2 separate regions of the Mus musculus genome follow, and region 1 is linked to region 2. A link is a contact called in public promoter capture Hi-C data. All regions are on one chromosome and are shown on one strand. The core of a region is the stretch at or near the end of the contact, and the rest is flanking DNA. Distances in the headings are between cores, read along the strand shown.

What was found. Promoter capture Hi-C pulls out the DNA fragments that hold promoters and counts their contacts.
Region 1: a contact with region 2 is called in a promoter capture Hi-C map of hippocampal neurons, with 5 times the contacts expected there. The contact joins two enhancer-like sites. A contact is called at or near these places in 1 of 39 promoter capture datasets (hippocampal neurons) and 1 of 484 Hi-C or Micro-C datasets (the HL-1 cell line).

Annotation. Positions count from the first base shown.
Region 1 is chr9:53,068,611-53,075,194 of GRCm38.p6, reverse strand. No RefSeq gene overlaps it. Among named protein-coding and RNA genes, the nearest start is that of Ddx10, 180 kb to the left of the region's middle. Within about 2 kb of position 2,829, at least 25 of the 459 cell types and tissues checked have an H3K27ac peak or open chromatin away from gene starts, as enhancers often do. A contact at or near this core is called in hippocampal neurons, where this site is marked.
Region 2 is chr9:52,764,912-52,771,114 of GRCm38.p6, reverse strand. All of the region lies in intron 2 of Gm1715 (predicted gene 1715), which reads right to left. Among named protein-coding and RNA genes, the nearest start is that of Gm1715, 88 kb to the right of the region's middle. Within about 2 kb of position 2,819, at least 4 of the 459 cell types and tissues checked have an H3K27ac peak or open chromatin away from gene starts, as enhancers often do. A contact at or near this core is called in hippocampal neurons, where this site is marked.

The sequences.
Region 1 (6,584 bases), core at 1,580-4,079, 300 kb before region 2:
TCTCGTTGCCTCAGAGCCTTTGCACATGCTGTTTTCTGTGTCTGGAACACTCCTGGATGCCAACACGTTCATTGAACATTATTCAGTTCCTCGTTGATACTTCTCTGTGTCTCTCAAATCCTGTTACATCCTGCTGTATTCCCCTCACACCCACAACTCCTGCAAAACTTGCAACTTGAAAAATCATCCCAGATTCTCAGTCTAAAATGTAAATTTGCCTCGTTCAATAGACGCTGGCTCTGGCCATTAATGGAGCATTCATAGTCTTTGGAAATGGTGTAGTTGTTTTAAATGGATTTTAAAACCAGATAGAAGTTGTCCTGGGGAAAAGATATGAGCTCAAGGAGAGAGAGGTTTTGCATAAAGAGTGTTAAATATGAACGAGATGTCCCTGCCTTCGGAATTGAAGAAATGTAACTGTGGGAAGCAGATATTCCAGAAAGTACCAAGGAAGCATGTGTCTGACCTTGGCTTCACTGTGCTCCTGGCCTCTGGGATGTTTGTGTATGCAGATACCATTTCCTATTTATAAACAGTCCAGAGGCCTTGTAAGTAGGGAGGTGGACTGAAGGACAAAGGTTACTCTGTGGGGTTAGAAGAGAAAGCAGCTGTGGTTGGGGAGGCTAATGGTGTTTTGTGTATGCATTCAATCACCTTTGATAACTTGCTGATGCGCTAAGCACTTTGGGGGTATGGGCCAGGTAACTGATAGAAGCTCCAAAGCCCTAGGTCTTTAGAGAACAGGGGAAGAAACAGTTTGCCTGGCCAGGTGGAGGGTGCTGTAATTGAAAAGTTACAGAACAGCCCTCAGACAGAACTTGGGTTTTCCTTTCACAAAAGAGGGAAGGGGCATTGCCAAAAAGGGGTTGGCATGAACTTGAAAAACCTGTGTATAGCAGTAGCAGGAAGCTAGAGTACACCAGGACCCCAGGCTGGAATGCAGCAGCAGCAACAGCAATAATGGCCCTCATTTAGCAGACACATCTAGGTACCTTACCGGTCATTGCTTAAGTGGGGTACCCATTTTAGTGCAACATGAATTTTGCAGAAATTGGGTTTTGAGCCCAGGAGTCATCTGACCCCTCACCACCACAAAGTATGCAGCACATTATCAAATTAATCAAAAACTTTATTAACCCAAATACGTTTAGATTTTTTTTCCTACTCTTTCCTCTCTTTCGTTCCCACAGACTCATTCTTGCCCTTCAGTTCACCTAATTACCCCCACTTCTGGGCTAATTTATAAATAGGAAGCGACAAGTGCATATCCCTGATACAGAAGAGGCCAGGGCTGACTGTCGAGTGGACGCCCAGAGGCCCAGCGTTATGCCCCTTGTTAAGGAGGCTGAATGCCATGTCGGCCTCTTGGGAGAGAAGCATTTGAGAGGAACTTTCCATCTGGAAAATGACACATGCTTTAGAAGGTCCATCCTGAGAGCTGTGTGCAGACTGTGCATGATGCCCAGAGAGGCGAAGAGCAAGGACACTGCCAGCTGCCAGGAGTGTAATCTCCTCAAAAGCAACCCCTACAGGTGATCTGATGGAGTGCAGGAGTTGTAACCACTGTGAGAGGACGAAAATTCTAGAAGAGTTCCGGGAAGGCAGGGCAAGCCAACTGGAAAGCTAACCTCCGGACAAGAGTGACAGTAGATGAGTCTACGTCTAGACGTCTCTGCACGTGGAGCGCCCTCATTCTTTTCTTCACATACACTGACTTGAACTGTGCTGTCCCCTGCTATCATGCCCACCTGAAACCCCACAGTCAACACCTCATTTGGAAATACGAGTTTTTCCATATGAAATGAGCTCAGACAGGGGCTTTTGAGAAGATGGTGAATCTGTCCCTGAATAGAGGATGTATGTCTGTCCCTGACGTAGAGGTCTCCAAACTTAATAACTGCTTTACTTAAGAGGGGAGGAAAGCAAGCTCCCACAGGGGAGGCAGAAACTGAAGAGATGCTTCTAGACGTCAGAAAAACCAAAGGCTGACTGCCAACCACCTCTGGAAGCTTAAGGAAGAGGAAGGGACTTCTAGAACAAAGAGAGAGGTCGCAGACAGAGACACACAGAGAGACATATTCACGGAAAGACAGAGAAAGAGAGAGACAGAGACAGAGACACAGAGACAGAAAGTGAGGCAGAGACAGAGAGATAGAGACAAATGGTCAGGCATGAACACATGTGCACATTGAGACAGAGGGTCTTTTCTAGTACTCTGATTTAAGACTGTGAGAGAAAACATTTCTGTTAGTTTGGGCCACCCAGTCTGTGGCTATCCCAGCAGCCTTGAAGAGCTGGGGAATTAATCTATCAGAGAAGATGTAAACCTCCAAGCAGAGGCCCAGCTCTGCGTGCCGGATTTGAGGGACACACTGTAGTACAACTTTCAGGTTTGCCCGGCTGCCGGGGTGGTTAAAGACGTTGACTTTGGGTCAACTCTCCTCTCTGCTGTTCCATTCTCTATCTTGGATGACTGTCAGCAAGTAGCATCGCAGCTCTGGGCCTCAAACCTTGCCTGCAATGTGCTATTATCGCAGTCTCATCTCACCTCTGAGGATGATGTTTGGGGATTTAGATGGTAAGCATGAATGGTTAGAGTTGTTACTATTACCCTTGCTGATGGCATTATTCGTATGGACTATGGATGGGAAATAAAATCTTCCAAACCCTCTGGGAATTTAAAACCTAGTCTGGCCAAGCATTCCCCTGACTCTGTGTATCATCCACCCAACCCCGCACACCCATGCTGCCACATGCCATGGCCTTGGCAATGTGCATTACAGGAGCTCCAAGCACAGGTCTGGCACCGCTCTGCATGTGCGAGCACATGGCTCTGCTCCCCGGAAACCATCTGTGGTTCAGATGGCGCGATGTGCCCTGCACACCAGGCCTGCTGCAAGGCTGTTTGATCCAGAAAAGGCTGTAGAAGTTGCCAAGCAGTGGAGAGAGGCCGCAGCTGTTAGATCCCTGGTATTACACCTCCAGGTCCCGAAAGGCCCACCTCAAATGCAAGGGTCTGGGAAGAATTCCAAAAGCATTATTTGGAGTCTCTTTCCCAGTCCCAGCTTCTCCCTCGGGTCAGAGGAGAGCAAGTGCTGAGCACACCAAGCCTGAGTTTTTAAGCTCGCAGCAGAAAGTTTAGGAGAAATTAGAAATGTTCTCTGGAGTCCTTCCCCTGTTAGCCTGCGTTAGCCTGCTCTGGATGCCTCTGTAAGTCCAGGCTTCCAGCTCCTAGGGACAACATCATTTTGTGCTTCATAGTTCTGACTTGTGGAGTATAAATACAGTAAGATGAACCCAGCCAGCGCCCACAGGTCACCTTACAAAGCAAAGGCTTTTTAGTCTCCTGTATTAGCTTGAGGCCTGTAGCTTTCGTTCTTTAGTTTTTTTTCTCTTAGCTACTTTGCTTGTGGGTTCTTATTTTATCTGTCTCCTAACAATGTCTTCTCTGGCTCAGCTCAGCTCTTGCTGGCTCAGTTGCCACCCACTGTCTTCTCTTCTCAGTTTGCTTGTCCAGTTCGCTTTCACCTGTGCCCGCTTTCCCCTCTGTTCGGTCTCTTCACTAGTATAAGGGTTTCTGCTGGCATGTGAGGATGTCCTGGGACTCAGAAGCCCAGAAACCACACAGCTCCAAGGGAGGACAGTGTCCCAGTGGAAAGGCATCCTGAGACAGGGGAGCCCAGGAACCACGCAGCCTTGAGAGGAAGCCGCCTCAGCAGAGACGGTGCAGCTCCCAGGGGAGGGCATCCCTAGCCGAGCTCAGTAGCTCAGGGGCCTTAGCCCTGCTCCTCCTTCTCTTCTTCCCTTCATTGCTTCGCGGCTTCTTGCGGTGAGAGTCACACCAGGCAGAAAAGCTCATCAAAGAGATTTATTGGACAGTCCAGGGTGTGGAGGGATGAATCTAGGGGTGGATGCCCTCTGCTCCTAGGAGCGGACAGCAGAGAATTGAACAAAAGACCGGGCTTTTATAAGATTTCTTAGGGGGCGGAGCTTGTGAGAAGCTCAGGATTGGTGGGGTTTCCTGCTCAGGGATTGGTGGCTTTTTTTTTTCCATCCCCCTGCATGGGGCCCATGGGTTAGGGTGGGAAGCCCTTCAAGCTGCAACTGGCTAGACACTGTCTCTGAGGAACTGCTGGGGAAGGCAGGAGAGGAGGGGCTGCCATCAAGGACAGCTCCCACGGGACAGCTCCTGCAGAGGTGTTTCACCAAGGCTGTGGGGCTGAGGCAGAAAAGATGGTGTTGCCACTGTGGACAGCTCCAGTGATAGCTGCAGGCTGAGGAGGCTGTCCTGGTGCCACCATTTTGATAGGAGTCGCCATTTTGGCAGCCCCGGGGGTTGATTAAGGAGCAGTATCTTAGCCCAGCTGCAGGCTGGGTGGGAAGAAAAGGCCTGCTGCTGTGTTGATGGGCTTTACAGCATGACACTTAGGGACTAGATCTACCCTACTCAGTCTTTTTTCCTGTATCTACTGTCATCTCTGACCCTACACTTCTGTCTCTTGGACCCTACTTCTGCTTACTCCCCAGTCCTACGGCTCTCTCTCCGACTACTACTCTCTCCCAGCTCTCTGCCTCTGCTGGCTTTAATATCCTCTCCTGTTCCCAGAAGTCCAAGGGCCAACTGACACTATAGGGCATTGGATCATTTAAAGGGCCAGGAACATAAATTATTTCATACTATAGAGGCCCAATGGGACTTTTCTGACATCCTCCACCTTGAAAACAGATCTGCCATTATGGAAGATGAAGATGAACATGAATCAGTTGATTCTTCTCACTGAGGTTATGTGTATGTGCCTCCACATCTGGGTTTTAGGTGGGTGCTAGGATGTAGCTCAGGCCCTCCTGTGTATATAACAAGCATTTTACCAACCAAGCCATCTCCCCAGCAAATAGCTTATTTTGAAGGCATAGCTGGATTTTGGGATGGTTTGTTATTCATCAGTAGATACCTGGAGTGCTCACGCCCTAGCCCAGGTGGAGAGACTGGAACACAAACAGCAGAGCTGAGCACTTTCTGGTTGTGCTTAACAAAGTAAAGCTGGGGCCCAAGGCAGGCCTGGTGCATTGGATTCCTTACCAGCGGAGAGTCCAGGCAGAGCCAGGGCCCACCCCAGACACAGGCCAGGGGGGTTCAGTCTCTCCCCACTTTCACCAATCAAGTATCCCTTTTGCCACAAACCTGTGAATGAGCAAATATAAGCAGAGAAAATTCTGTAACACAAATATCTCAAAGATTAAAAGGCAGAGAACAGGATCACATATTCTACCGAGTTAGGCTGCTTTCTGTCACTGTGACGAAATACCGGAGACAATCAACTTATAAGGATGAAAGGTTTATTTTGGCTGCTGATTTCGAAGTCTTCATGGTTTGGGGCCTGTAGCTACATAGTTTACTATGGCAGGGACATGTGACAGTTGATGTCTGTTTACGTCATAGAAGTCAGGAGAAAAAGAGAAAGGCAGGAAGGGACCAAGTCCCCAGAGCCTGTTCCAAAACTCTGTGCCCCATTAACCCAACTTCTTCCATGTAGCTCTCATCTCCTCAAGGTTCTGAAATCCTTGCCTGTAACACAGGCACCTTTGTGGCCACTTAAGATATAGACTACAGCATTTCTTCAGGACTAGTATGGCTGGCAGTGTTGACAGAAGTTTCTCATTTGTGCAAACCTGAGGGTTCAGTGAATATTGTATGTGCACTGAACTAAAACAAATAGGAAAGCCCAGACAGACTGGCAGCACCGAGGAAAACAAATCCTGAAACAGGTCAATTCACCTGACTTCTGTCGGGAGATATGCTTTCCATTTCCCCGTTTGTCTTTAATTCAGAGCAGGCCTGGTCCCAGTCTATTCTCTTGGTGCTTCTGATTCCCCCACAGAGCCCTTATCATAACTGTAATTAATTGATTTAAGGAAACATCTGCTCACAGCTATGCTCCCTGCCTAAGAAGCTCCCAGGCAGGGTGGGCTGGGGGACTGGTTCTCCACTGAATACTGAGACCCCAGTTAGGTTAGATACTTGTAGAAACTTACCGAATGCATACACAGTTCGGCAAGGTGTGTGTGACATCCAGATGGAAAGGCCCTGGTGGTCCTGCAAGCCAGCGTCTTAGTCTTTATGTGGAGGCTTTTATGTGGGCCCTGTACTCCTGGTCTTGCTCTGTGACCCTCCTGTGGGATCAGGGGCCTGCCTTTAGTTTTCAGTCAGCTGGGTGTGTGGGCATGAGTAGCAGAAACAGCTAAGAATCTCTTCACCAAGCTGGCTATGCCACCCAACACAAGCTGCTTATTAGGTGGAGTGGGAGTCACCCTAGCTCTCGAAAGTAAGCATGGAGTCCAGTGAGAAAGTGAGGCAGAGCACTGGGGAAACGGCTCAGCCTGGAAAGAACCGCTTTGTTCAAGGACCTGAGTTCAATGCCCTAGCACCTACTTTTAAAAAGCCGGGTAAGGTCGTGTACCCTTCTGTGTGTGGGAAAGAAAGATTCCTCAGGCTTAGTGGCTAGCCAGCCTAGGTTACTTAGCGAGCTCCAAGTTAGTAATAGACACCCCCCCCCCCCAAAAAAAAAGTAAGAGACTCAAAAGGT
Region 2 (6,203 bases), core at 1,570-4,069:
ACCCTGTACCCCACCTGACCTCTAAACTCCCTGGGGTATCCAGTCTCTTGAGGGTTTGTTGTATTCTCTCTGAATAAACACAGACCCAGCAGTCTTCTACTGTATGTGTGTTGGAGGTCTCATATCAGCTGATGTATGCTGCCTGTTTGGTGGTCCAGATTAATTGAGACTGCTGGTCCTCCTACAGGATCACCCTTCTCCTCAGCTTCTTTCACCCGTCCCTAATTCGATAACAGGGGTCAATTGCGTCTGTCCATTGGTTGGGTGCAAATATCTGCATCTGACTCTTTCAGCTTCTTGTTGGGTCTTTCAGAGGGCACATAGTGGCCTTATTTGTGATAGCTAGAGCTGGAAACAACCTAGATGTCCCACGACAGAAGAATGAATACAGAAATGTGGTTTATTTTCACAAGTATCTTTTTTAAAGGCAACTAATATCCAGTTGTTTTCCTTCAGGTGGCCCAGTATCATTTGGCATTAACAAACCCTCCTAGTGACTGTAGAAGCTATTGACTTTCTCTTCTCTTTTCTACCATTTACCCTTACACAAAAACCAGGAACCTGGCACATATATACCAGATCCTCCTGGGTCTGAGTTTAGGACTTCAGGGACAGAGTTCAGGAGTGGAACCCCAGTAAACAGTTTGAAGGAATGTCGTGACAGCCTTGTAGGATGCCATCCCAGCAATAAGCCCATCTAGGAGTTTGCTGTTCAGAGGAATAGTAACTGATTGCTTTTTAATAAAAGTTACAGCAAGAATTGTTCTCTAAAGATATTGTCATCAAGCACGTGGCCCCAGCTCGAGCACTTAAGACTTCCCATAAGCTCCCAGGATGTTGCTAAAGGGAGCCCAGGAGCAGGTATCGATGCTGGTGAAGTGCCTTACAGACACTTACCAGGTTTTTTCTCCATTCACACTCATTCCTCAGAGGATTCAGGGAAATTTTTGTTGATTAAGATGTTTGTCCTTTGGTTTCTCTTGTAGGTAATGGAGCTTATAAGTGTTTGTATTTCTAAGTTTTTTCCTTAATTATGAAATAATAATGGGTTACTATAGTCTACTTACAATATGTAACATCAGATAGAAAATTCACCCTTACATGTCCCAAGCACACTGACTTCAGTCACTGCCCTAGTTTTCTTGCTATTAATGTGATAAACACCATGACCCAAAACAGCCTGAGCAGGAAGCCTTTGTTTCCTCTTCCATCCTACAGCCCATCAGGAAGAGGGCTCAGGCGGGAGCTCAGGAGGCAGAAACTGAAGCAGAGGCTATGCAGAAGTGCTGCTTACTGGCTTGCTCTTATGGTTTGCTCAGCCTGCTTCCCTGCACTTAGGATTATCTGCCCACGGGTGCCACGGCCACAGTGGTCTGGGCCTTCCAACATCAATCATCAGTCAAGAAAATGCCCCAGAGATTTGCCTACAGACTAATCTTATGGAGACATTTTATCCGTTAAGATGCTTTCTTCCAGATGACCCATACTTTGTTTCAACTTGACAAGAGAAACCTAGCCAGCACAGTCACCAACTCCCAAAGACAGCCACAGTTTGGATTGGTATGCATTCCTCCAGGCACCTCCCCACTATGACAAGGTGTTTGTGGGTTGTAGAGTGTGCTGCACAATGTGTTCCCTCCGGCCCAAAGTTTTATTTATTCATTATATGTAAGTACTCTGTAGCCATCTTCAGACACTCCAGAAGAGGCCATCAGATCTCATGATCAGATGGATGTGAGTCCCCATGTGGTTGCTGGGATTTGAACGCAGGACCTTCAGAAGAGCAGTCAGTGCTCTTAACCACTGAGCCATTTCTCCAGCCCTAGATTCTCTTTTTTTAAATTCAGAATTCCAACCCTGTTTAGAGATGGTGTGCCTGGTGTAGATGGAGAGTCATCACATGATGGACCTAAGCCAATTATGACAGTTCTTTTTACTTCACCAATGATGAAACTGAAAGGGTGCGAGTGTTCTAGGACACTGAGACTCACAGAAATATCTCCTAGATGAGGGTGACGGAGGACCATAAGGACCAGAAGGACTTTTTTTTAAAAATACTGTTTAAAAAATGTAAAAATGCCTTTGAACAGGGGCATTTAAAAGTACCATGGCGGATGAGCTACATGCTCTAGCATGACGCTACATGCTCTAACATGAAGCCACATGCTCTAACATAAAGCTACATGCTCTAACATGAGGCTACATGCTCTAACATGAAGCCACATACTCTAACATGAGGCTACATGCTCTAACATGAAGCCACATGCTCTAACATGAGGCTACATGCTCTAACATGAGGCTACATGCTCTAACATAAAGCTACATGCTCCGGGAGACAAGTCAGTATCCTAAGGAGAGTGGAGTGGGAAGTTGAAAGGATCTTTGATCTTTGATGACTCCGTGCAGTCATCTCTCCAATCCCTTGTTAATAAGTGATAAATATCACAATAGTGCAATCAGTGGAGTGTTTCGTGGTTGATACGGATGTTGAACGCTCAATTTCTGATATTTCCATTTGTTTTATTTTTAAACTAGTAAACAGGGTACAAGCTGTCATGTTAGACCAGATGAACAGTTAAAAACCCATCACAGTCCAGGAGAGGTTCTATCCTCTGCCTGTGTTATTCGGAGATCAGATCTGGACGAAATCTACTCCAGTGAAGGAAAATGCAGTTCAGCTGAGGCTGCTCTTTCCTTGTGTGCATATGTGTTTTTGAAGCACAGATTCTTCATGAATTATTTGCATTGCTGAGATGCTTGGAATTTATTTTGCAGAGCGTGTGAAGGTTGGCAAGTGTGACGGCAGAAGCTATGCTGGCCATATTCCACTCTGGACTCGGTGAATTGCCATTTGTCTGCTCCTGGAAATGGCAGCACATTGTGTATCTGCTTTTAAACAGGTGCTGTGACATCCTGTAGAGAATGTTGTCTGGCTACCGGTCATGGCTCATCTGATTATAGAAGGAGTGATAAAAATAGGACAGATGAGGTGAATGATGAGGGCGATTTTCCCTAAATTAGACACACACACACACACACACACACACACACACACACACACACACACACACTAGGCCTGGAATGTATTCTACTGAAATGAGAATGTTTTAACTCACAGCATTCTGGACAAGCTATGTGTTGGTACTGACCCTATCCCTGGAATAACAGCTATAGCAAAAATCTACCAGGCTTCCAGACAAACTTATTACTTCATACTTAGCTCTTAATTTAAACCTCATTGGCAAGTATCTTCAACGGGGTTTATAACAACAGACGGCCAAGGTTCAGAAACATGAGAGAAGACTTCAAGTAGAATTGGCTTAAATTAATATTTCTTTTCAGCATTCTCTCAGGCTTCTGTCTATCTGGGGTATTCATAAGAACCACTTGGCTTTCTGCTGGCAGACGGTTATCAATTCTTTTCTGTTTGTCTGGTATATTGATGCTGAGAAGAATTATAAAGCAGTGTGGAAAAAAATTAAGCCTGATTCATACAGACAAAAAGGTCAGCTTTCAAGGATGTTGTGCATATGAATGTGAAGAGATCACAGAGAATGTCTTCATGAATTTAAGTAAGGAAATCTTATTAAATAGCGCTAAAGGATGATAGTCCTTAAATCGAGCAATACTGAAATCAACAATTTCTGTTCCTGAAAAGAAAAATGTCCCTATGAGAGTGGAAGAGCTTACTGCTTGGGAGGCTGGGAATGCTGTTGGGGGCTGCACAGCAGCTGCGACTTCTGTCAGGAATGGTCACAGTTGCAGAGGAGAGGGCATTAGTAAAGTAGTGGGACGACGGCTAGGCCTTCTCCACTGTGCCAGCTCTGGAGGGCGGGCAGGTGTGTGTGCTGTCGTGGGGGCTGCTCCTCGTCCTGCATCGTGGGCCTGCTTCTCTCTGTGACCTGCTCCTTTCTTGGCTTTTCCTCAGCAGTTATTGGGCATGGGAAGCTTCTTTAATAATTATTCTGCTTATTAAATTTTGTCTGCTTCTAGGAAGGCTGGCCTTTGACACTCAATAAGAAGAAACACTATAAAGTCTGAGGAAATATTTTCAACTTACCTAACTGAAAACGGGTGCAGAAACAGAATTGTCTAGATAACTTCTAATAGTTAAGAACAGGAAAAAAAAATCCCAAGAAGAAATGGATGAGAAGTTTGAAAAGGAGGATTTATAAAATGTCCGATAGCCAAAGGATATTAAACTTTATTAGTGATAGCAAAACATATAAATTGAAAACCTACAAATAGATACCAGCACATACTGGAATTAGAAACATTTTTTAAAAATATTATGCACATTAAACATTGGTAAGGATCTAAAGCAGCAGAAATCTTAATTGTTACTCTTAGAGGTATATGTTGGCATTTCCACTTCAGAAGTTAAAGCTGTATCCTAAGTCTGCTACTTATAATAATATTTTAGTGTTATATCAAATAAGCTAATTTCTATATTAAATATCCTCTGTTGATTTATGCTCTTTATTAAGATGGTTCATTGGTTTGATATATAAAGATGAATATATGTACATGTATACATATGAATATATACATTGTGTATATAATAAAAGTCATATATGTAGTTTATATATATATTATATGTATAATATATATGTTACACACATATATGCATACATGTATACATATATGTATGTGTATATATATATACACACACACATATATATACACACACACACATATATGTATGTATATATTCCATATGCTGAGATGACAGTGGCCAATAAGATAACCTCAGTCTCCTGTACTATACTGAATTAAATAGTTTTCCTTCAAATTCATATTCATTGGAACCTTCGAATGTGTCTTATTTGGAAGTTAGATTTTTTCCTATAGTCCTTTAGATAAGGCCATACTATATCAGAGTATTTTATATCCAATATGACTGAAAACAAAGAAAATTTGAAGCACACATGTGTACACGTACTTCATGTATAACAAACACTGAGTGAAAATGGTCAGTCAGGAAGTTTCATAAGTGGTTGGGCAGAAGGGCCCTCAGTAGAGAACTTCCCACTGGGCCCAGAGCTTTCTCTATGTGGTGCAGGGCCCTCTGACAGATGGGAAAACAAAAGCCCTGAGGGCAAGGGAGACGCAAGGGGAAGCCCCAGCTGCACGAGGCCCCCAGCTTTTGTCAGCCAGAGCGCTGAACCTAAGCATAACAGAAAAACAGCAGATTGGAACATTCGAAGACCTCCATATCAACCAGATGTGACAGCAACTTGTTGAAATCTTTTCTCTGAATGGCTGAATCTAACTATATGCAGCCAATCAAGGCCCTTCTAGTCCTCAATAAATTTTGTGGGCCAGGGACTTCAACATCTGTTGAGTGCAGGAGTCTATGGAGGAGAGAGATAGAAAGCCATCAAAAGCCAACACTAACCAGACTTGGATGCATGTGAAGCAAGAGATCCCTATGCTTAAAGCATAGTTCACTGAAGATGGAGGGAGTCTTCCTTACCTTGGGCTTCTGCTAAATCAAGTAGTTCTCCTGATTCTCAAGGATCCTGAGGACCTCTTGATGATTGCTGGCCAAACACACCAAAACGAAACGATCACTTGTTGGAGATTATTATCTCCACCCAGGTTATTAACTGCTCTCTATCCACGCGTGAAGGTAGGCAGAGAGCAGAGAGAAAACAAGAGTAAATATCGGTTACACAAGACAAGAGAACTCCAAGACTGTGGGTGGCAAGAGTGGTCAACTGGAGGTGTTTTGGCTCTAAGTCCTTAGCAGCCTTCAAGGTTCTTAGCTGGAAGACACAGTGTTACAGCCCTGTGATCTCAGGGGCAAACAGAAATGTTGCCTATGTCAAGATTGTTCTTTTCCGGGGGGGGGGGGCACCCTAGCCTCTAAAATGCTGTAAAGTGGATCCAGATTTGGGTGATTCATTCCTATGGACAAGTCAGTGGGAGTGCTTATAAACTTGCTTAGATCCTGGGGGCAAGAAAATGAAGTCCATCCCGAGTATATTGTAACTCAGGCTAGTAGGCCACTCAGAAGATAAAAATGTCAGTGGCTGACCGTTCAAAATCAAGCATTCTCTGAGTAGCCTTTGCTTGTTTCTAGATAATCACCCTGAAGGAAGAAAGTACCGTCCTTGGTCTCTTTTGGAAACCTCCTTCCTACAAAGCATAGCAGACAATGGAGCTCATCTGGACAAACCTCAGAATGTCATAAGTACTCT